Linked DNA regions of Hordeum vulgare: region 2 is linked to region 1. Evidence: chromatin contacts called from public Hi-C data. All regions are on one chromosome and are shown on one strand. The core of a region is the stretch at or near the end of the contact, and the rest is flanking DNA. Distances in the headings are between cores, read along the strand shown.

The links. A called contact is a pair of places that touch in the nucleus more often than the background predicts.
Region 2: a Hi-C map of leaf shows a contact between it and region 1, with 4 times the contacts expected there. The contact joins two enhancer-like sites. A contact is called at or near these places in 2 of 6 Hi-C or Micro-C datasets (leaf and seedling).

Annotation. Positions count from the first base shown.
Region 1 is chr5H:15,264,100-15,270,651 of MorexV3_pseudomolecules_assembly, reverse strand. No RefSeq gene overlaps it. Among protein-coding and RNA genes, the nearest start is that of LOC123399074, 12 kb to the left of the region's middle. Within about 2 kb of position 4,276, at least 1 of the 3 cell types and tissues checked has open chromatin away from gene starts, as enhancers often do. A contact at or near this core is called in leaf, where this site is marked.
Region 2 is chr5H:15,964,579-15,971,130 of MorexV3_pseudomolecules_assembly, reverse strand. No RefSeq gene overlaps it. Among protein-coding and RNA genes, the nearest start is that of LOC123395880, 180 kb to the right of the region's middle. Within about 2 kb of position 2,395, at least 3 of the 3 cell types and tissues checked have open chromatin away from gene starts, as enhancers often do. A contact at or near this core is called in leaf, where this site is marked.

The DNA.
Region 1 (6,552 bases), core at 3,027-5,526:
TACATAAAAAATAAAAACGCCAAAGATTATATTTATGCGGAAGTTAGATATGAGCATCACTTCAAACATTACTATGTACAAATTCATCTGAGTGAATTGTTCCAGCTTTTCAATCTGCGCGAGCTCGACAAATCTATCATCAGTTGCTACGTTCTGTAAGTGATTTATTTATACCCCATCTCGTTCATATTGCCTGCACTATATATATGTCGTAACTATATTGTTGTGTCCGCTATTATACATGCAGAATGAAGATTAAGGAATGCAGAGTAAGGAACATCCATGATGTTGGGTTCATTGACCCACACATCGTTAATGGATATGTGTTGGAGCATCACCCCGCCGACATGGAGGCAAACCTGTGGCAGTTTCTTACAAAGCAGGAACTCAAAAGTGATATTCTATTTCCTTACCATTTTGGGTGAGTGTTTCTGTCTTGAGCACATTCTCTTTTGTTTACTCCATGCATGATATGTGGCCGGCTAATCGATGAGTTATGCATGATGTACTGTGCATGTATCGTGTCCGCAGGTTCCACTGGATTCTGCTAGTAATTAAAGTTGACACCTCAGAATGTCTCGTCCACGACTCTCTGAATATGGATCCAAAGCTTTGGGGCGGCATGAGAAGAATGCTGCAGAAGTAATTATTTTCATTCATTTGCGCTCTATATCGATCGGCCTATTTCGTTCATTTCCTAATATCAAGTAACTAATAACTCTCTTGTTCATTTAATTTTCTTTGCCTCGTAGGGTTTGGAGACGGTTCGTAGATACAAAGGTCGGTGAATTCAAAAAAGAGCTAGAATTCAAAAGGTCAAAGGCTAAGAATGGTGGGGATATTCAGCCAGCGGGGACCAATCTATGTGGATACTATGTCTGTGAGATGATCCGGAGATACACCTCTGAGCGGGTTCCGAGTGATACCAATGCTCAGCGGAATAACCTCCGGGTGATGCTTAGTCCAGAAGCTCGCTTCCGACCACTTCAAGAGGAACTAGCTGGATGGTTCAGGAGGGAAGTCCTCCATCGTAAAGGAGAACACCATTACGAGGACGTAGAACTTCATATGCATTAAATTATGTATGGAAACTTGTTCAAAATTGTATATGGTCATCCGATGATATTGAATATATATTGTATATTCCTCTTGAATTCTTTTTGGTTCTAATTTCAAATTTGTTTGAAATTGTACATTCATATGCATGTATGTAGTACCGTAGAATATGTGAAACTCCTTCAAAATTAAAATAAAGCACAAAAGAAATAAAACAATACAAATTAAACAGAAAACAGGTTTAGGGGGGGGGCCTTTAGTCGCGGTTGGGCAGAAGAACCGCGACTAAAGGTCCTCCGCCCCGACGGCCGCCTGGCGCCCACGTGGACGGGCCTTTAGTTGCGGTTCTTAAGCAACCGCGACTAAAGGGGGGGGGCCTTTAGTCGCGCCTATTTGGTCGCGGTTGCGCAACCGCGACTAATGGCAGTTGCGAACCGCGACCAAAGGCCCTTTTTCCACCAGTGATGTGAGGAGGATGTATATATATCTTCGTTCGTGTAGCCTAGACATACGGCCGGATGGCATGTGCTGGCTCAATCTTTAGTTCCGGGGGACACCAACACAAATGAACAATGATGATAAAGGCTCTTCCTTGGTTTTATATTATAAATCAACCATCCCATACAATAACTTGTTGGGGCCGTAACATAACAAAGCCCAAAAACTGAAAGAGAAAGAAAAACAAACAAATGATGACAGTGGCAAAACAACGAAATGTCGGCCACCGTTGCACCCTTCGAAGATGTCCCGCCGCTTTTCTAGCATTTCGAAGAGTCTTGTAGCAAGCATCACCGTTAAGATGGAATGCGACGACAATGCTGCTGCTGCCCGAACTAGTCTGTGGGTTTTCTCCGTTATGCGGAGGACAATGTGAAAGGGGTATAGCAGACGTCCCTCAGGAAGGAACGGTAGCGCCCGTAGAAGTTACCGCGTCGGTGAAGGATGAGCCGCCAGGGATTTATCCTGACCCAAACACAACCACCACCACCTCGGACGTCTCGTCGAGCTCCACCTAGCTCGTCGACCACCAGCATGCGCCTCCACGGTCTTGGAGCCATCCTCGTCGTCGCTGTCGCTCTGAGGTCACCGACACGAGATCAAGCGAAAGAAGGAGAGGGCACTGGAATCGGGGGAAATAGTCACGTTATAGGAAACAAAACTGAGGTTTTTAACACATGGTACTATTCATCAATCTAGGCCTTGAAATTTCTTTTTTTACAGGTCGCAATTCATAGTATTTTATCATGAATTTTTGCACAAGTGTACATTACATCCTTACATACATGCGTATTTGTTTCATAATTTTTTAAAACCGTAAAATTTGAAATTTGAAATTTTTCAAAATTTGGCATCCATGAAGCTCGGGATCCAAAAGGCCTTACTGCAGTTCAAAAGATAATATATTTGGCAAAGAACGTAGCATATATTATATAGGAGTCACAAATATTACAAACATGGTAACTTTTGAAGACGAATTGATCTTATAATTTTTCGTGCCACATAACTTATGTTTTATTGTCAAAGATGATGCAAAAAAGTGGTGACACCATGTAAATAAAAAATGGGGATAATAATTGACGTTTTTCATATGTCTAATGCATGTTTCCTGATCTTGAAGCATCATCGATCCAAAAGGAGGTAGCAACAGTGAGTAAATTGCCACTCGTCTTGCTTCCACCACCACCACCTTATGAACAATTAAATAAAACTATGTACACCCAGCCCAGTTTGCTCTAAAAGCTAGCGAGCGCTGCAAGCATGACAACATACAAAATCGAAAAGTAGTGCCCAATACAACCCAGTAGGATAATCTTACTTAGTCTACAGATTAACGAATTCCATGCCTTTTCTAACACGCATATGCTTATAGTTAATAGGTAGGCCACCTTAATCCAAACCGACCAGCCCTGCAATTTTAGTGTGGGTGACATTGACCACGCGCGTGCAAAAAATAAATGGGTGAAAAGGGCTTGACTGTATGTATTGGTCAGCGCACAACTGACGACTACACATGCACTATCTGACTATCATATACCTAAAGCAAACCTATGACCGAATCAGAAGAGCAAATAATCAGCAGCCACCGCATGAGCATCACAGTTAACTCAGCTGCGCACATTTTGGAACCTAACTTATCAATCTTACAGCTAGACAAATTAGTCATCAATTAAACAGATACAACACACGGAGAGAAAGTCAAAATATGCATGCAAGAGAGAAACAACACTGATGAAGAGTGGCAGCTAAGCTAGTTCTTGATGCTCATGCATGCGTATGCAGTGATGCCATCCTGCACCATGCATTGATGCAGTTCAGCATATGCATTTCAGATGCATGTATCATCCAGATCTTTCGATCCATCTTTGACCTTGTTCCAACAGGGAGGAGCGAGAGAATGCGAGGTCGACGGTGAAACACGTAGGCGTCGGCGGCGCTTTTGCATAGGAGTTTGGGGAAGGGCGGCAAATTCAAACTATCTGGAAACAATTAACTCCGTTCCTTGTCGTCAAATAGCTACTAGCTAGCTGGACATAGGCGTACTCCATAGTGTGAGTTCTTACTTTTGCCGTTTTGCGCACGTGTCGGTATAAGAACAAAAGCCGGAATGAGCTGCATGCATGCATACATGCATGCACAGTACGTAGTTCCAGCAGCGCCTTCGGGTTTCATGTGTTATGTGTATATTAGACTAGATAACTCTACCCTTGTCTCCCTTAGATTAGACGGTGCGTACGTGTTCAGCCCTTCTCCAAGCATTCAGTAAGCTTCTGAGCCGAAACAGCTTGCTTGCTAGCTGTTTTCGTATTCATACGCTCGAATTGATCGTCCGACACACATGGATGATTACGTCAACGTACGATAGTCTTGGTCACCAAGTATATATACGTGGAACATATGCATGTAATGCAATGGCCGGTTCTCCGCTTCATGCATGCGGCCGTGAACAAAACCGAAAATATTATATGCATGCAGCCATGCAACATAAACCACCTGTCGATCTCTCCTGCCGGGTACGTGGTCGGTTCAGTTTAGTTTTGTGGCGTACGAGTGTGAGTACATGCATCATGCATGTAATACTTTGGCTTAGTTTATTGTTCCCTGGCCTAAAATTAACGTGTACCACTGTCCACACATTGATCGATCAAGGAAACGTAGTACCGACGAAGCATCTATAGCGAGCCATCTTGTGGTGGCCAAGGGGCCACAACCGTACACATGTATTGAAAGATCATGCAAATTAACTCGCCGCTCACCTGAGCATGTGGCCAAGAGAGACAGAGAGAGGTGGTGTGTGTACCACGATTTGCAGCTGCATGTTCCATATTTCGGCGATTCGACCATTTTTATTATAACTATTAGCTAGCTTGATGTGACGCGACATAGGTCAATCTGAAGATTTCGCTCTTGCTTAGCATCTAATTAAGTAACCTGGGCGGCTGGCCAGGAGAGAGAGATTAAGTACCACGTTGGCAGCTGCTACATGTAGCTGCATGTTCGATCTGTCGGTGATTCGACTCTTATTTAACTACCTACCTTCATGTGACGCGGCATAGGTCAATCTGTAGATTTCGCTCTAGCTTAGCATCTACATTTTTGTAACCCCGAGCGAGAGCCACGTGAATGAAGTTACGACATAAGATTATTGTGTGCAGCTGAGTGAAAAGGTTAAGGATGGAATGGTGCGCACTAGTAGAAAAAATGGCTTTGATCCATTTGATAAAAATCCCATTAATTCTGGTTCCTTCACGAATCTGGACCCATGGGAGCATCGGTCCCGGTTCGAGAGATCAGGGTGTCGGCCGGGCATCGTGGGTCATTGGTCCCAGTTCGTATGACGCCTTTGGTCCTGGTTTCAGACATAAACAGAGATCAATGTGCCTCGCTCCTGGTAGTCCCAGTTTGTGGCTGAAACGGGGTCTCAATGTTGAACTTTAGTCTCGGTTCCAGCCACAAACCGGGACAAATGTTTGGCCTATATATACCCCCTGCCCGCGAGCAGAGCAGTGCACTCCTCTATTTTTTGACCGTCTGTGGGAGAGCTTTGTGGTGCTCTAGCTCACCTCCTATGCACATGAGGTGTTCGATGAAATGTCTGAGCCACACTTAAGCTTTCTCCTCTTGAATCTCCTTTTTCAAGCTTCATTTTTCTCAAGTTTTCTGTAGCTTTGACGGTCCGTCCTGTCCCGTCCCCGTCCTCACCACCGTCGATCGCCCGCGCCCATCTCGGCGCCGGCAACACCGTGGTTAGTCTCTTCTTCTTATCTTTTTTCTAAAAGAAAAATGTTCTTACTTGTATGATTTAGATAGATACTTATGTAATTTTCTTACTTTTACTATTGTTTGTTATTATATAGTGCGATGGTTTTCGTATCTGCCTTCGTCTGCCATCGTCCTGTCTATGATACGGATGTGGTATATATTATCTTTTATAACTGCTTGTTTTATTTAGTGTTTATGACAATTATGTCGACCAGCATGACATAGATTTTTTAATCTAGAAGGTATGTGAACCGAAAATTCCAACCGACATAGAAATTCTTGCCGAGAAGTTCAATTTTGTTGAAAAAGAAAACAATTACTTGAAAGAAAAATTACAAAGAGTTGAAGAGGAGAAGATGATATTGGAGTTGGATGTTGCCGATGTCGTCGACGATCACAAGATCAAGATGGATGCAATACGCTTGAGGATTAGAAAGATTAGAAAATATGTCATTCATACTAAGGTTTGATATCATTACGTCGTTGGATCAATTGGTACCTTAGTTGCGGTTATGATCGCATTTGTTTGCATTTAAATTTTATAGTTGCAATGTATGTTCTAATTAGATGCTCTAGAGAGCTATATGTTGTTTAATAATGAGAACTATGTATGAACGTTATGTATTTAGTTTGGTCACTATTATACTTTGGCTTTAATGTGATGATGAATTTCTATTAATTTGGTTGCTTTTATATTCATGATATGTTGTAATGGTTTTTAATACACTTTATTATATAATGCATGCAGATAAACCGATAATGGATGTACGGTGACCGACGCACCTCCGAGTATATTAAGGGCCTGCATAATTTTCTCAAATCGGCTGAGGCAAACAAGCAGAATGGTTTTATGCATTGTCCATGTACTGTCCGTGGAAATATGAAGGCTTTCGGCGACTATAAAACCCTTCACTTCCACCTACTTCAGAAGGGTTTTATGCCACGCTATGATGTTTGGACCAAGCATGGAGAAAGAGGGGTTATGATGGAAGACAACGTAGAAGAAGAGGATGATGACAACTACCCGCCCCCTGAATACGGTGATGCTGCAATGGGGGTAGCTGAAGATCAAGAGGAACCAGACGATGTGCCCGATGATGATCCTCATTGGGTCACTCTTGATGCACATAGAGAATGTGAAAGTGAAAGGGAGAAGTTGAAGTTTGATCGCATGTTAGAGGAACACAAAAAAGGGTTGTACCCAAATTGCGAAGATGACAACACAAAGCACGGTAC
Region 2 (6,552 bases), core at 1,146-3,645, 700 kb before region 1:
TCTCCCTATTTGAAAATATTAGGTGCATTTGTTTTTTTTGAAAAGGCAAACCTCTAAGTTTCACCAAATTTGTAAAAAAATGTCAAATCAATGTCATTGGCTTCATCACGAAATGGATTTAGTGCAAGTTAAAGAAATTCCTCTTTTGAAAAACAAATATGATTTATATTTTTGAACCGATTGGGTATTTGGTTTGGCGAGTTCGGAAGATGAGGGAGTGTTTTTTACATTTATTTATAATGCGGTGTTATGGGGCTTTGCACGGTGTGATTCTGGGTTATCAGCTAAACAATCCATACCTATGTGGTGAAATTTTCTACATCAATGGCTTCATGTTTCCACTTCTTTTTTCTATGTGGTGCGGTGGTGCGTGAGATTGATATGTTTCTATAAGTTGGTCGATGTTATTTGTTAAAAATAATCATTGACACCGTCAAAATATGAACCAAATAAATTAAATACCTTAATCAAATAGGAGAGCTCAAAATTAAGGAGAATAGTGAATTAAAAGAATGGAATGAGAGAGTTCATTAAGAAATTATTGACCCGATAAAATTAGTAAATCTATATTATAAAATATATTTATATACATTCATATGTAGTTTATAGTAAAAAAATAAAAAAGTATTTAAAAACGAAGGGAGTACGATGTACAAGTAAAAACTCTTTCGTTGATGGAGGTATATAGAAATTGCATGCACGCATGCATCACCATAAGAAATATCTAGGGAGGAACGACATGCATCATCATATGGCTTGGACCCGCACCTCATGGGCTGGCTTCGGTCGATCTGGTAGAACTGTTCAGCGTACGTGTGGGCCGGTGGATGCAGACTAGCTTGCAGTGTATATCCACCAAAATCATTTTCTTAATCGGACCTGAGGGTATTAGGAAAGGAAAAATCTTGCAACTTGCAATGGTAGCTAGTGACTCCATGTATTAATTTCTTGCAAGTTGTGAGGTTTATCTACTGTGTATAGTACCACAGATATGCAAGTGTACGCATGTGTGCATGTTCTTGTCCTTCTCCTTCTTCGGTTGGTGATGAGTCAACTTTGATTTTGTCCAGTATCACTGTATTAGCTCATCCATGTGTGCATACATACTACACCCTCTGTAAATTAATATAAGAGTGTTTAATTAGATTACTAAAGTAGTATTCTAAATGCTTTTATAGTAGTTTACAGAGGGAGTATTATATATTTCCGTTTGAAAATACTTGTCATAAGAATGGATTTATCTAGATATTTTTAGTTCTAGATATATTTATTTTTATCTATTTATGCAACAAGTAATTTCCGGCCGGAGAGAGTACCTGTCTTTCCATGCATTATGTATATCCTACTTGGCAATTGAAAAACGACGGCATCAACATATATCTGGTATTTCTCCAATCAGCCAATGGGTTTTAGCTATATAATTAGTACCAGTGGCGTTCCTCTGACATGCTCTTCATGGTCTCACATGTAAACATCAGAGGCAACAGTTTCCATAATGATGGTACCGGTCAGTGCATGATACTGCAATTAAAGAAGCGGCAGGCTGCAGGTGAGATCGGACCGGTAGCCGGTAGGTACTCTCTACTCTGTGTGGCAGTTGGTAGTTTTTTCCGGTACCAGAGACCAAAGGTTGGTACTCCATCTGATGAAGGGAGAAAGATTCCAAAAACCTTGATTTCGGTAGGCCCAATATGCCCAATTTGCGATGTACGTACGCGTGAGAGAGATTGAACTATATGCAGGGACCAGACCAGACTGAGGTAGCTCCGTGGGCCACTTGCCACATGCATGATCTGCTGCAAATGATGCACACTTAAACTGTTATTAATAAATGAATATAAACAAGCAAATATCAGGATAGCAAGGTTAGCGTTTGGAATGTACGATCAATAATTCAGGTGTGCATTTTACACAGAGGAATCTTCTGGAGGGCAATCATGATGCCCATGATATGATTATAAAAGTGATCATATGATTAGAAGATCATTAGCGCGCGGCGATTTGCCGCTCAAATGATGGCGGCAGGAGGGTCGTACGTGTGTAATAGACCAGCTGAGTAGTCAGGCAGTCGATGTCGATCGATAATTAATGGGGACTTGTAGTCATGCACGTACATGTGCGTGAGATGTGCAGGTTGCCACGATCTTCCATCTTCATCCATGCATGAGATGGACATGGAGGTCGATGGTCGAGGTCGACCGGCCGACGCTGAGGTGGTTGCAGATAGCGTCCATGTGACTCCATGTGCGCGCGCGGGCGCCGGCGTACGTCTGATCGGCCGGACGGACAGACGGCGGACGGTCCGTCGTTCGTTGGCGCGCGGGACCGGCCGGCAGGCCGGCCGTCCGCCGCAGGGTCCCCGCCCAAGCTCGATCACAACAAAATGCATGCATGCATGCGTGGTTTGCTCGACACACGCATGGATGTGTCCCTGTCATTGGCCTCTCGGCCAAGATAGTCGTACCAGTACATTTGTTGCTTTTCGAAGAGAGTTTGATAGCAGAACAAAGCAAGAATGTTAAACACAATTGAACTAACACGTGAAGTAATTTCATAGGATCGTCACAAAGATAATAATCGTAGCAGTATGGCTATGATCTCTAAATATCCCAACCTCTAGACTTGGGCTTGTTGTTCAAAACAAGTGCGGGATTTTTTTTTGGAAAAGGAGGTTAAACCCCCGGCCTCTGCATCAACTATATTTATTAATTATTTCATAATGATTTAACAAAAATATACATCAATCCATGTGAAACCACCACTCAAACCTATAAACCCGATAACGTGGAATGCTTTCACTTTTCATATTTAAAATCGGTGTCGTCACCAATCCATCCGCATAACGTATCGGGACCAACAACTGATGCAGCAGACCTAAAACGCACACCATTGCACATGTTTTAGAAGCCATCATCATTGGACCATTGACTCATCTTCAGGAGAGAGATCCGCATCATCCTTGCTAGTCCGGACATTCGTCGACACCACCACGGCGCCAATGCCATGCGCTCATTCGTCCAGAGGCGGAACTCTAGAAGAAATGTCATGCGTAACACCTGCCAACCAGGCATGACTCGGCGTATCATCTGTCGGCCAGGCATGACTTGACGGCTCCGCAAAAGCTTCGTGCAAGACGAAACCGTTCAACCTCCTCCATCTGTGATCGAGCGCTTCTCCATAAAAGATGCTCCCAATAGAGAAACGACACCGCAGTACCGCCAACGTCCGATCTGAAAGGCCAGATCTTAGGGTTTCCCCCGAAGCAGTGCCCACCACCAGCAACCGTCAAGGATTCACACAGTGCCCACCATCACTCAGCCCTCAAGGTGACTCCTTCAGGAAGGTCATGACGTCAAAGACTTTGCTACCGCCCACCGAAGTTCAGGTTTTCACCCGAGAGGCAGGTAGGGGGGAAGTGGAGGAGCAGAGGAAGACCAACATCTCCAAGAAGAAAATCGCCCTTGAGCATCGTCGTATGTGCGGCCGGCCGGGACCGACCAAGGGGTTTCCCCCAATCTGGATCTCCTCCACCGGCTTCACCCGCGGCCATTGGCCCGGGTCCCGACAGGACACGCCGGCACCGCGAGGAACCCGCAGGAGGGAAGCACACCGATCAGGGCCGGAGGACAACGGTCAGATCAGGCGCCGCCGGCCGCCAGAGCAGCCATGCCAGGCCCTGGTCCATCGACGATCCGTCGGTCGTCTGACCAGACTACTCGCACCACGCTAGCCCCGTCGCTCAGCGCATCACGGAGGAGCATCGTCGAAAGGGCCGCCTCCCCAGATCTCATCGCTCTCCAGCTCAAGGCGGGGTATCAAGGGCCCCGCCGCTACGGTCCACGGCTGCGGCATGGGCTAGCCCGACGCCAGCCTAATGCGGCGGCGAGGAAGGGAGGGAGAGGAGATGGCTATGCCGACGGTGGGAGAGGGGTCACCCCTGAGTCGCCCGAGAGCGTTGGACTTCGGGATGGATGGGAAGAGGGTGAGGAAATGGTTTTGGATCTAGTCTCTGTTGCGAAGGAGGCGGTCGGAGGCGGGAGATCAGGCGGCGGCGGCGGCGGCGGAGCTCCCTCCCGCTGTGGGCGAGGGAGCCGCAAACCCAAAGTGTAATTATTCATAAAATTGGATGGATAATTTCACTTCCTCGTTCTCTGCACAAAATATGAATGCATACGGTCTTTTAAGTATGACTATTAGGATTTTTATTTGGTTACACATAAGCCTAACCTAGTCCTCGATAAAAAAGTGACTATCCAAGCCTGGTCTAACCCTTGATAAAGAAATGAGTATTAGAAAAGTCTGGTCCTTCAAAATAAGTAGGAATCTAAATTTGTCTCAGTAAGAATTCGAACCCAGATATTAAGTAGATGTTAAGTTTATACATCCATTCTCTCAATGAATTGAGGTAGGCTCACTCCCCAAAACAAGTACGAGCTAGTAGTTCGACCAATTTAATCGACAAGTAAAGCGATAAGAACATACTACCACGGGGAAAATTACGGTTGTATTGTAGCCGGAGTTTCTTAATTTGGAGCACAGGTGAAATTATTTTGGTGTCTATAGCCATCTGCTTTATATTAATTTAGTGAGCTAATTAATATTTCATCACCTAACCACTGATTAATCGGATTTGATATTATCAGCACCTAGTGATTTATTGGGATCAAAAGTGAAGGGGTCCAATTAACTAACTACTACCAGACGTCTGTACGTGTGCACAAGGGGTGGGATAGTAGTTAATAACACGACGACTCAATCACATAACAAAAATCTCAAATTTCAATTATATATATTAGAAGATTGGTCACGGAGCATCTTGACCCGCCGCCTAATCAAGCTAGAAACCAGTCTATGATTTCTAACAACCAAACTAAGAGCAACTCTAGCAGACCCGCATCCCGTCGACCCGCAAAACACGTTTACAGGTCGCGCAAAATCATTTTTACGGGCCGACGCGGGCTGACATAGATGCAGACCCCCCAAACAGATCCGTAAACAAGTATATTTGCGGAATATATTTTTTTACAGGTCGGCTTTGCGGGGTCTGCTCGGGCTCCACCACGACGACCCGCAAACAGAAAAACTGCAAATCTCGCATTTGACATAGGGTTTGGCAAACAAGTTCAAATTCAAACGAAATAAACAGTTTGCACTCAAATAAAAGCGAAGTTCATTACGCAAAAGAGGGCATGCAAAGGTTTGCGCCCATGTCCGGCATCATCTTGGGGGTCGATCTTCACTCCGTGCCATGGGGTCCATATTGAAGTTCATCGGCGCCATGGAACCCACCCCTGTCGCTTGTTCCAACTCCCGCACTGAAATCATCCACATTGGCACCATATGGAGCAGAGAAAACATCACCGGAACTGGAACACGGACTGGTCGAGGCGACCATTCTCCTCTTCAAGATCTCTCTCCTTGCCATATCATGCCATGTTTTGGTGAGGTCGTTTATGTCATTGCGGTTCATTGACATGATCTTGTTCTCCTCGGCGAGCAACAATGACATCGATTTGGTTTCAGAGGCGCGTGCTTTTCTCTCCTCAATGGCAGCTTTGCGGAGCCCCTCTTCCTTGAGCATTTGCCATTTCTCTTGCTTCTCTTTTGCCTTCTTCTCGGCCAACTCTTTCTTGATCTCCAACGACTTAAACAACATCAACTCGTTTGATTGCACCATGGCATCAATCTTCTCCCTCAAGCTCGCTGCTTCTTGCTCTCTCTTCATCTTCTCTTTAGTCTTCTTCTCGCCATCGGGCTTGTGCAAATTTCTTGGGCCATCAACATCCTCCTCTTCATCCATGTTTATAAGTGAGCCTCTCTTTGGTGGCGATTCTCTGTCGATCAACTTCCACTTGTGCACTTTTGGCGTAACTCCCAACAATGCTCTAATTTGAAGAATTTGCCTTCCGAAGCTTCCATGTCCTTGTATCTATGTTGAGCAATCTTGTCCTAAAAAATGTGAACAAAGTGATGCAATCATTTCCCATGATACATTATGATGATGCACAAATTGAACAAAGGAAAAACAAACTCACATAGTCGGACTCCACGGTGCCACTTGGAGGTGCATTGCGTACTTGCTCCAAGCAAGCTGCTCAACGGCTGCACATAGGCTTGATATTCTCCCAACGCCCTTGAAGTGACCGAAATGTGTGTGCAGTCCTATTAGGATACCTTTTCATAATGCAGAAGTATTGATCTTCGATCCTTTGCCAATATCTCTCGGTGGTTTGAGAAACACCCGTGCATGCATCAAGAGACACCGCACTCCATGCTTGGATCAAAGCTTGATCTTCCAAGATCGTGTAGTTCTTCGATCTTTGGCTTTTCCCACCCTTTGCTTGCAAATTGCTCAAACGCTTCCGCTTCGATCTCCTCCAATTCGTCCGCAACACCATGATCATCCACGCCGCCATTCGTTTCATTGTAGTTGAATGGTTCGAAAGAGGCTTGATCAATGTGAACCACGTTCGTGTCCAACATGTCCATGAACTCGGTTGTTGCATTGTTCGAACCACCGCTATAGTGAACGATAACAAGTCATGAGCTATC